Regions from separate parts of the Gossypium hirsutum genome. Here region 2 is linked to region 1. A link is a contact called in public Hi-C data. All regions are on one chromosome and are shown on one strand. Each heading gives the region's core, a stretch centred on a gene start, on an enhancer-like site or on the middle of the called end of the contact. The rest is flanking DNA. Distances are from core to core; before and after follow the strand shown.

What was found. A called contact is a pair of places that touch in the nucleus more often than the background predicts.
Region 2: a Hi-C map of leaf shows a contact between it and region 1, with 2.4 times the contacts expected there. The contact joins the promoter of LOC107888985 here to the promoter of LOC107889071 in region 1. A contact is called at or near these places in 4 of 34 Hi-C or Micro-C datasets (anther, leaf and petal).

The regions. Positions count from the first base shown.
Region 1 is chrA11:108,591,074-108,596,696 of Gossypium_hirsutum_v2.1, reverse strand. It overlaps LOC107889071 (perakine reductase), which reads right to left and starts at 2,119. Exons shown (of 13, transcript XM_041081676.1): 1 at 1,485-2,119; 2 at 1,265-1,327; 3 at 820-940; 4 at 594-684. It overlaps LOC107889100 (probable aldo-keto reductase 1), which reads right to left and starts at 5,340. Exons shown (of 7, transcript XM_041081675.1): 1 at 5,210-5,340; 2 at 4,886-5,053; 3 at 4,564-4,770; 4 at 4,290-4,462; 5 at 3,957-4,053; 6 at 3,696-3,849; 7 at 3,051-3,515. The coding sequence starts at 5,272. The coding sequence ends at 3,981.
Region 2 is chrA11:108,947,049-108,952,671 of Gossypium_hirsutum_v2.1, reverse strand. It overlaps LOC107888985 (probable ribose-5-phosphate isomerase 3, chloroplastic), which reads right to left and starts at 2,381. Exons shown (of 1, transcript XM_016813266.2): 1 at 860-2,381. The coding sequence starts at 1,889. The coding sequence ends at 1,044. It also overlaps the pseudogene LOC107888992.

The DNA.
Region 1 (5,623 bases), core at 870-3,369:
CAGATCTTGTTTGGGTCAATGTGTAAATTTTGATAAATCAACAGTATTTTTTAACAAAAACACAACAGAGGCAGACAAAAGGTTAGTTGTCAACTTACTGGGGATCTGTACCTCAAATGAGCTAGAACGCTACCTAGGTTTGCCGAATATGGTGGGTTAGAGAAAAAAAGAATCGTTTTAAAATCTAAAGGACCGACTCAAAAAACGTATTGATAATTGGAGTAATAGGTTTTTATCTCAGGGCGGAAAAGAAATATTTATAAAGGCCTTTCTTTAGGCTAGACCAACTTACACGATGGCTTGTTTTTTATTACCTAAAGTTCTATGTGATAAACTCGAAAGTATTGTTGCGAAGTTCTGGTGCCAGAAGGGACATGGAAAAAAGGGAATTCATTAGTGCACTTGGAAAAATATTTGTTTTTTAAAAGAAAATGGTGGATTAGTTTTTCGAAATTTTGGCCAATTTAATATTGCATTATTAGCCAAGCAAGGTTGGCGTCTTATTAATTATCCAGATTCTTTATTGGCCAGATTTTAGAAAGCAAAATACTATCCACGTTCAAATTTTCTAAATGCAGAGCTGGGGAATTTACCTTCACTCACATGGAAGAGTATTTGGGCAGCAAAGGGACTTCTCAAAAAAGGGTAGTGCTGGAGAGTGGGCAGAGGGGATAATATTTCAATCTGGGACGATAGTTGGATTCAGGGGATCGACAAAGTTGAAGGGCACAACAGACCAAACAATAAGGAGTTAAAGTTAGTTTCCAATCTCATTGATATTCCAAACAAAAAATGGAGGATGAACTTGATTGACAATACCTTTCAAGCGAAAACTGGGCAAAAAATTATACAGATCCCTCTTGTAGAGACTGGTCATGAGGATATTCAAGTTTGGAAATGAGAGCCGTCCAGAGAATTTTCAGTACGTAGTGCCTATAAACTATTAGAAGAGGCTTAATTCGGATCTTAGTAATTATTTAATACAAGTCAAAATTAAAGAATTTTACAAGAAACTATAGGGCCTACAGCTACCTTCAAAAATTACAATAACTATTTGGCGAATTTCTTGGGATTTCATTCCTAATCTAGCTAATCTCAGATACAGAAAAGTCATTACAAACGATAGATGCCCCCGCTATTGTTCCTGGGTAGAAAACAGTCCTCACATCTTACGTCAATGTCATATAATAACAGAAGTTTGGTAGTTTTTACATCTATCTTGGGTCATAAATAATATGAATCAAAATATATGGGAGTGGCTAACCTGGGTTTTCAAGGGAGGAATTGATAAACATTGTTGTATTTTCTGTTATGCCTTATAGCTAATCTGTTTTTCCAAAAACTAGTTCATACATGAGAGGAAAGATATGACAGGAAGAGACCTTGCTCAAAGAAAACAAACGTATATGGCAGAATATGAAAGAGGGAGAGCAACGCAGATCCTTTTAACATGAATAAAAATCACAGAAATCAGGAGGTCATACTGAGAATGACGATTCAGTTCGACGCCGCGTTCGACAATAGCAACTTCAAATCAGCGACAGGTCTGGTGGTTTGGGGTCTGATGGGGGAACTCTTGGTCTTAAAGTCGACCCTCCACAACAATGTCTCTTCCCCGTTTGCAACAGAAGCATATGCATGTTTGGAAGGCATAAAATTAGGGATCTCAATGGGTATACAATCGGTTAAAATTATAGAGGATTCCAGGATAATAATAAAAAAACGTCAAACGTCTTCAACAGATAAATCAGTGATCGGAGCGATTATCAGAGATATTCAGAATAAGAAGCCTTGCTTTCAAGAGACTATCTTTCAGCATATTTATAGATTAGGGAACTCGCAAGCTCATAGAATTGCAAAGAACACTCTAGATAGAGGAGAGATCTCTTACCTGATGGGAGAATAGTTGAATCGCCATTCTTTCGGATCGGGGGGAAGATGGGCAAGAAGTCCAGATTGAAGGAGAAGTTGAGGGAATCTGATTTCAAAACAAGATAGCAAGTAAAGTTTTTTCATTGGAAATAGCTATCGTCGACAAATCGAGAAAGGTAATGGAGTCCAGCCATTTGAGTTGATTGGGGTAGATATTTAGGTTCTTGTTTTTTCAGATTCATTTATTGCTTACCGTTTCCTTTTAAGTTATGTTTTTAATGCCTGTTAGGAGGTTTTCACTATTAAACAATATAGTGAGGCTGGATCTGTGCTTAGAATTGGTGTAATAGGCCTGGGCTCATTGGTCTTTGTTGGGCTTCATTTGTTATTTCTTTTTTCTTGTTTTCTAATAATATATCTAGTAAGTTTATTTCAATATATATATATATTAAACCCTTGTTTGGCAATCAAGATTTGGATAAAAAATTTTGGAATTTGAATTCCAAATCCAAATCTTTTGTTTGGATATCCAATAAAAACTGGATTTAGGTTTGAGCTAATCCAAGTTTTATTGGCTAATCCGTCCGTTTAGAACTTAAAAATTAATTATAAATTTGGAATTTTCAAAATCAAAATTTGATAATAGAGCAAGACAAATTTCTTTCCAAGTACTATAGTAATAAGTGTATTATTTGTGGGAGATAAAAATAAATTTATGAGAAACTAACAAAGGTTTTAAGACGTGTATCATTGCCATTTTCTCTAAGATTTTATTTGTTTCCTCTTATATTATGATGTGAAAAAGGGTTACTTGCAAATAAACTTCGAAGATACAATGAAGCACGATGACTGTTTACGTTTTGCAATGACGAAAACAGTTTATTGAATATTAAGCGAAACATAACAATGATATTAATTTCTACAAGAAAAAAATTCAATAATTATTTATAGAACAATCTAATAATATAAAAGATGGTGAAAAATAAAAGGAAACTTTATGTATATATATATAGTGTGTGTGTGTCATACAGATAAAAGTTCATTCATAAGAGGTCTCATGTCTTTTCATAGGGACATAATCATAAAAAATAGATAGTTATATTTTTAATAATAAACATAATTATTCAATAGATTTATCATTGAATAATCATGATTCATTATTAATAATAAAGTGATAATTTTTAAATTTAAGAAATATAACTTATTGTTATAAATAGCAACAAATTGTTCTAAAAATAGCATCTTAATCATTGCTCTTAACAAACATATTTATAGTAAACTGACTTGCTTCTTTATTTGATTTTATTTTTGGTAATGATGAACTGACTTCGGGTTTCAATGAACCCTCTATTTATACTTCTAATCCTTCAATAGCTTCAGTGGCTGGAGAGTCCATGGGCTATAAGCATCATAATATTCTGCTGCAGGTTGCGCAATCATTGTTACTTTTAACTTTCAAATCTTCTTCTCCTTTGTGGGTGTATTAGCGAATTTCCATGTTAGGTGACTCAATCTATCTGGTGTCCTGGACCCAGCTATCTCATTTAAAGGAATCACGGCAGTAATCTCTTTTAAGTCTTCTTCTGTGAGCTTCAGTCGTAGAGCATCGATGTTGCTTTCGAGATTTGTGATCTTGGTTGTTCCTACAAGAAGGGTCAAAAATCATATTTCTAAAGCAACATCAAAGAAAACAAGGGTCATACAGGATGTGTATTTATACAATATTTGCAGGCAAATCATTCTACTGTGATGTACTTGGAAGATCTGTATTATCTGATACCAAAGAAGCAAATTGGATGTTGAAAATAGGGAAAGTGACTCACCGGGAATGGGTGCTACATCATCCCCTTGATGAAGAACCCAAGCAAGTGCAAGTTGTGAAGGAGTACATCCATGCTTTTGAGCCAACTTCTCTATTTGCAAATACAATTTCTTGTTCCTCTCCAAGTTTTCTCCTTGAAACCTGGGGTGAAATGTCTTGAAGAGGTCGGAAACAAGTGCAAAAAAAAAAGCTACCAATTAGAAGAATTGTTTGTATGCAAATCGAGTATAAATTAAAGAAATAAACAATTGAGTTACGATACCAGATAACTATTTGCAGGAACACTTTACGCAACAATCCTGCCACCGAAGAAACCACGACCGAGAGGGCTATATGGAACTATCCCAATCCCAAGTTCCCTACATATGGGGACACATTAAACTACTTAAGCATTCCTTTTTGCTTGAATTTGAGAAGTAAAAAGGAAATAAAATTCTAAACAACAGGTAACAGAGGATATAGTTCACCTTCAATACAATAAGAAATAGGATGGACAGAACATCAAAAACCAAAGTTCAAATTCCAGGCAACTTATACTTTTAATGATTCAGTATACTACTTTTCATCGAAACCAGTATGGGGTTTTTGAGGAAACCTGCACAGGGGGATTATTTCGTTCTCGATATCACGACTCCAAAGGGACCACTCCATTTGTAGGGCAGTGACGGGATGAACAACATGTGCCCTCCTTATGGTTTCAGGGCTAGCTTCTGATAAACCTATGTACTTTATCTTCCCCTCTTCTACCAACTTCTTCAGTTCTCCCATCTAAGATTGAATAAAGAAAAGCAGCTTAACACTATATTTCCTCCATATATTGACCATTTAAACCACGAAAAATAAAGGATGTGTTAAATTACAGCACTTACAGTATCCTCTATTGGTGTTTTAGTGTCGACCCTGTGCTGGTAGTAGAGATCAATGTAATCGACATCAAGGCGCTTCAGGCTAGCCTGGATCGAGGCGCGGACATATTCAGGGGTACCATTAATTACAATACCAGCTGCAGGATCCATCTTGACAACACCAAATTTTGTGGCCAATTGTACCTTCTCTCGTGGTAGTTGCTTCAATGCCTGAAAAGAGATTGGTTTTTTCTCATGGAATCATTATAAAATATGTTGTTGCAACTTGCAATTAAACTCAAAAGCTACACACTAAACTATATTGGAATTTTGGTAAATATGCTACCTTTCCAACCAATATTTCATTAGTTTGGGGTCCATAGATATCTGATGTATCAAAGAATGTGATTCCTCTGGCGAATGCATGCTTGATGATGGAGATGCCAACCTCATCAGGGACTGGATCATTGTAATTTCCGCTAAGCCCCATACAGCCAAACCCCAACTTGGAAACCTACGAAATAATAGATTTTACAGCAGAAATGAAATGAGACAGGAAGATATTTTTTGAACAAGAAATTGGCTTGAGTTCAGATGGAGTTAATAAGGAGTTCAAGCATGGTTTGAAGTGAACAAGAAGTCGAAAAGAACAGAAGGACAAACATCATACCTCAAGTCCTTGAGATCCAAGTTTCACTCTAGGAATCTCAACACCCTGATGCTGCTCAGCCATCTTTTCGCTTTTATTGTTGGATCAATGCTTTCTCTCGGCATAGAGCTGAGAAAACAAGTAGATGTATGTGTAGTATTTATAGTAGTCCAGAATCTTGGATAGAATTGATATATATGTTGTATTTCTATCAGTCCAGAATCTTAGATGGAGTTTGACTGTCAACATTGTGACTTCACTATGTATGTCAGCTCAGATGCATGCATCACCCCATATGCAATTATAAGTATATGGAACGAAATTATGGGTGTAATTTCTTGAGAAAAGTCCCATATAACGTCAAGGACGGAACTATTTTCAAAATTGCAAATAATGAATGCCTTTGATAACTTTAAATTTTAACTATTCAAAATA
Region 2 (5,623 bases), core at 1,132-3,631, 360 kb before region 1:
ATGAATTTACTATAATATCAAGAAAAAAAGGAATTAAAATTCAGAGGAAGCAAATGGTTGACTTTTTTTGCAATGGTCACTTGGTTCCTTTGAAAGAAATGTAATGACTTTTATCTTCAATAATGCTTGTGGAGTAGTCAGAATTTAATAGCTTCGGTTATGACATGGGCAAGATCATTTGGAACCAATGGCAGCATAGAGCAAATGACATGCAAGTCAATGACAAAAAATAGTTGGCAAAGGCCTGAACCGGGATGAGTCAAGAATAATATTGATGGCTTGATGTTGACAAGTAGACAATAGGCAATAGAAGGAGTGCTGAGAGGACCAAGCGGAGGGTGGTTGGTGGGTTTTGAAATGGTTAGAGGTACGATTGATATCTTCCAAATTGAAGCTCGGGCTATCCTTAAAGGCTTGAAGCTAGCATGGATGAGAGGTTTTAGATAGGTTAAAGTAGAAAGTGACAATACCCTGTTGATTGATATTATTAGGAATGACTTTGCAACAAACAGTATAGTTGAAGTCTGACTGAATCATGAGTAGTGTAATAGAGAATGACAATTTAAATTTCAAAATAATATGTTTTGAGGGAAAGTAACAATGCTGATTGCATAGCAAATGAAGCAAGTAATGGAATGAATTAATTGGCTGTATTCATTGATCCAACGTCACATGTACGAAAGTTTCTGCAGGAGGATATTGACAACCTGATGCAAATAAGGTCTTTTGGGCTCTAACTTTATTAGCATTTTATTAATGTACTAAATCTTCTTTTTCAAAAAAAAAAAAATTGAATCCCTTAACCAAAAGGTAACCCAAGAAAATACAGAAAATTGGAATCTTAAATATGAAAAAGCAATAACCATAAAACTACATATTCATTAACCAATAAAATTCCTTTCTAAAATCCCCTCAATCATTCAACATTCTGCAATCACTCTACACAGAATCAATTTTTTTTTCTTTTTTTTCAATTTTTTTTTCTTTTTTTCTTTTTTAACAAATTACCCCCTCACAGAAAGTAAATTCCAGTCAACACTTATTCACTTAGTCATAACCTCTATACCAGTTTTCCCAGCAATGATGACAGAGGTAGCCATTCCTAAAAACAGCCCATGTTCCACTACACCTTCCAAGGCAGAAATCTCTTTCCCAGCTCCAAACCCATCTTTAATTGGATTCTTGAAATACAAATCCACAATGTAATTCCCATTATCAGTGACATAAGGCTTTTCACTACCATCCCCTACTAACCTCAACTTTGCTTCACAACCTAACTCTTTAAACAGCCCTTGCAGTCTAATTAGATTGTATTTCCAGCAAAACTGCACAACTTCAACAGGCATAGCTAGACCACTCCCTCCAAGCCCTGAAACTAGCTTACTTTCATCGGCTACTACAATGAAGGAAGATGAAGCTGCTTCAACTATTTTCTCACGCAAAAGTGCACCGCCTCGGCCTTTAACCAAGTCAAGGTTAGGATCAACTTCATCAGCACCATCAATAGCAAGGTCAATACGGGGATGCAAGTCAAGGGTAGATAAGGGGATGTTAAGTGATGCAGCTTGTTCTTGTGTTCTTTTCGAAGTTGGGATACCTACGATGTTAGAAAGTTGGCCCGTGGAAAGGAGTTGGCCTATTTTGTCGACCACAAAAGCTGCTGTTGATCCTGTTCCTAGGCCTAGGATCATGCCTGATTTGACTGACTCAACTGCTTTGTCAGCTGCAAGCTTTTTAAGATCATCTTGGGAAAGCACTGGGGCGGCTTGGGACCTAATGGAGAATGGTTTCTGGGATGGGGTGCGTAGGTTCAGAGGGGTGCAGCGTAGGATAAGAGGGTTGATGGAGGTGTGGTGGAGGGAGGAGAGGTTGAGGGATAAGGAAGCCATTGGTTTTTGGTGAATGGAGTGAAAGACTGAAAATGGGGTTGTAGATATGATGAAAGGTTGTGGTCAGTGGCTGTTGGATTGCATTTGCTTTGATATATGATCTGTGTTTGTTGGTGTTAGGAGAAATTGAAGGATAGGGAGAAGGGGCTGCTGAGATTTGGTTGGTTAATTGGTTAGATGATTACATTATTGGTTGGTGGGGACTTATTTTGTTTGTTTGAGAACTTGAGAGGGGTGTTGGGCCTCGGGAGGTTTGAGAATTTGGATTGGATATCTATACTGAAGATTGTCTCAAAAAGGAGGCTTCTTTCTTCTCTAAAAATATTATCTCTTGGCCATCTGAAAAAAATTACTGTCATTTTGGTTTGATCAGCAAGGCAAAGCTCTCAAAAACATGGCTTTGAACTTTAAAGCCAGCGTCTGACATCCTTCTTGATTAACCATTAAAAGTGGGCACTATAAAAGTCTGTCTTTTAACTTTCTTTACAATTATTCTCGCTCCTTGTGATTCTTTTTCCTTCACATGACAATTTTTATATCAGCACTCTCATTAACCTCTTAAACCATGGCGGCTGCTGAATCAGCTACTGCAATTCAAGAAACCAAGTGAGTATTCCAATAAAGTTTCTACCTTTCTCTATACCATTTGTTTGGTTTCTGAAACAACTTGAGAAATTTAGTGGGAAAAACAAGGAATCTGGCAACTGATTATCTTTCGGATTTTTTTTCTGGTTGATTGAAAAAGATTCGTTTGTTACTATGTTGTATATAAAATTTTCATCACATATTTCTTGGTGTAATTGCAAGAAAGATTCTTAAAATCTTTAACTTGATTGGGAAATTTTTTGTTTATTAGGTTGATCTCTTGGACTTTATTGATTGGTCTGGAGTTGAATGCCTTGACCAAAGCTCTGGTCACTCCCTGTCCAATGCTCTCAAGCAGGTTGTTGGTGTTTTTTGAAGCAGAGGAAGAAATACAGGACAGAACAAGGCAGTATTTTTACTTGCTCACAAATGTGCAGCAAGGGAGCTATGGCTTCAGCTCATTTTGCTCATTTTTTCAATAAGAAAAACAATACATTTATAGCCATTTGCATCATTAAATACTCCCTACTACCACTAAGTAGCTTAGTAACTTGAAAACATTGCTTGTACACATAAACAAGCCACCTAAACTAGTCATTCAACACCTAAACATATCAAGCTGTTATCAGCTTGTTCATTTTCAACTAGTTTGATTACAATGAAACTAAAGAGAAAATCTTGCTGTTACAGCAAGCATATTTGCTACAGCATGTTTACAAGCTACATGTATTTCATCCGGAGATATTACAGCAGCTTCATGTGCTGCATGCACTTTAACAAAAAAAATATCACAGCAGCATGATAGGCCAATTTCCAACACAGGTAACTCTCTTCAAGCTATTCTTGTTTCCCTGTTCTTCATTTTTACTCCCCTAATACTAGCTAATTTTCAATTGTCATTGAATTATTTAGGCAGACATTTGTACTTTTTTTATGTTGGAAAAATCATGGTTTAGTTTATAACTTTAGGGTTGACTTCATTGTCCAGTGCATTTATCTTGTCTTAAGTTGCTTTAGTGGGAATTGCATATTATGAAATAATTAAAAGTTTTATGGTCATGGATTATTTAGGGTTATAGAGAAGATGAAGGTTTTAATCTAGAGAGTGATGCAGATGAACAACTCTTCATATATATCCCTTTCACTCAAGTCGTCAAACTACATTCCATTGTCGTCAAGGGATCCGAAGAGGAAGGTAAAGTTGTGTATATGATTATCTTCAAATAAATCTTTATTAATTATGTTTATATGTATCTTTTAATTTGTACATTTATGCATCTGAATAACTGATCACGAATTCAACCTCATTGAATACCGGTTCCAAATCCCACCCTTACTAATTTAACCTTTGATGTTGTTGATTGTTATAGTTTTTTACCATGAAGATTGTCTTCTGCAGGTCCAAAGACGGTGAAACTTTTTAGGAACAGGGAACATATGGGGTTTAGGTAATTTGAATTATAACATTCTCGGGATTGGCTTAACATTTCACTGATGATATTTCATTGTACTTGAATGTAGTAATGTCAATGACTTCCCTCCAAGTGACACTACTGTTTTATCTCCAGACAATCTTTAGGTAGCTCTTCTTTGTCAGTCTTTCATTGTCGGAAAACTACTATTAAGTAAGGATATTTTAAGAAATCATTCTCTCTCCTTTTGCAGGGAAAACCAGTAGCCGTAAAGTGTGTCAAGTTTCAGAATGTTCGTAGGTATGTTTATAGTTTGTCCACTAATGTACCGGGTTTAGTCTTGATCATCACGTTAACCATACTAATGTTAAAATTACTTTATTATGTTTACCAGCTTGACAATAGTTATTGAAGACAACCAGTCGGGTTCTGAAATCACAAAAATTCAGAAGACTGCTTTATATGGATCAACGTAAGTTCTTAAAAATTCCTTCTCTGCATCATTTTATGTCATTTTCTATACTGCCAGAATCCACTGACAAATTTTAGTATTTACATATTGTTCAAGGGATGAACTCATGCTTTAGTCACATGTCAAATCGATTTGAACATACAGTGATGGTTATTAGTGAGGGATAAGAGTGATTATTTTATATTGAATTATCTTTCTCACACCTGAGCTTTCAAAATTCTGAAACTACATGAACTCAGAGCTTGTTTGCATTGCCTATAACTAGCAAAGCAGTTGACGTAGCATAAGATACGGCATATCCTGTTTTTCCTTCTTATTAGCAACTAGCGAGTTTCTAGATCACTTCCAAGCAGCGATATCAACCTCCGTAAGGATTTGTTGGCTATTATGTTAGTGAATTGCGTATATACAAGTTTGACCATCACCTGTTCCATAATTTCAATTCCTGCATGTTCCCAGATATTTTTACTTCTGGTTAATGTCGTAAATAAATTTATCACCATTGCACAAACTAATGATTGGCTTAGCGTATACGTATGGCATATGCAACGCAAGATATATCTGATAATTGCATTTCCTCTTGTTGTTGCAGTAACGAGATGCGACTTCCATTATATATGCAGACATATATATATATATTAACTGTTCAATCTGGTGATATTTTGTTTGTAATGTAGGGTGGAAACGACAGACATGAAGGGGTTGAAGCAGATTGAGGAACATTGACCTTGAAAGTTGCTAAGGGAAAATCAAGAACATGGAACATGGATGAACCCTTATGGCTTGGGACACTTGTAACTTTGTTTTCTTCTTCTTTTAGTTTTGATTACTGAATTACTTTTGACGAAAAACAAATTATAGAACACCTGAATTCTGGAAAAAAAGATACATTTGTGAGGGCATAAACTGTTGCACCCAATTGTTGTTTCAGTCGTTTTGGAATTGTACATGTTTGAATGTGGAATTCAACTCTCCTTTGATTAATAACTAGACTAGACCAGACTGTTCTCTTCCGAAGATTCTTTCATCTGTCTTGGAAGATATTTGTTCATATTCTTGAAACGTGCCATGTTAGCTTCAAGCTAGTTTTGTGAAAGAAATATGGATGGCAAGTAGAGGAAGTTACTCAAGTTTGAGTTTGGTTACAAATCAATTTTGATTCTGTCATTGTGGAGGGAAGTTCAAACTTCTAGTTATTGAATGAACTGAACTGAAAGATATCCGACTCAATGATTACCATCATGACCAACTATGATGCTTGCTCC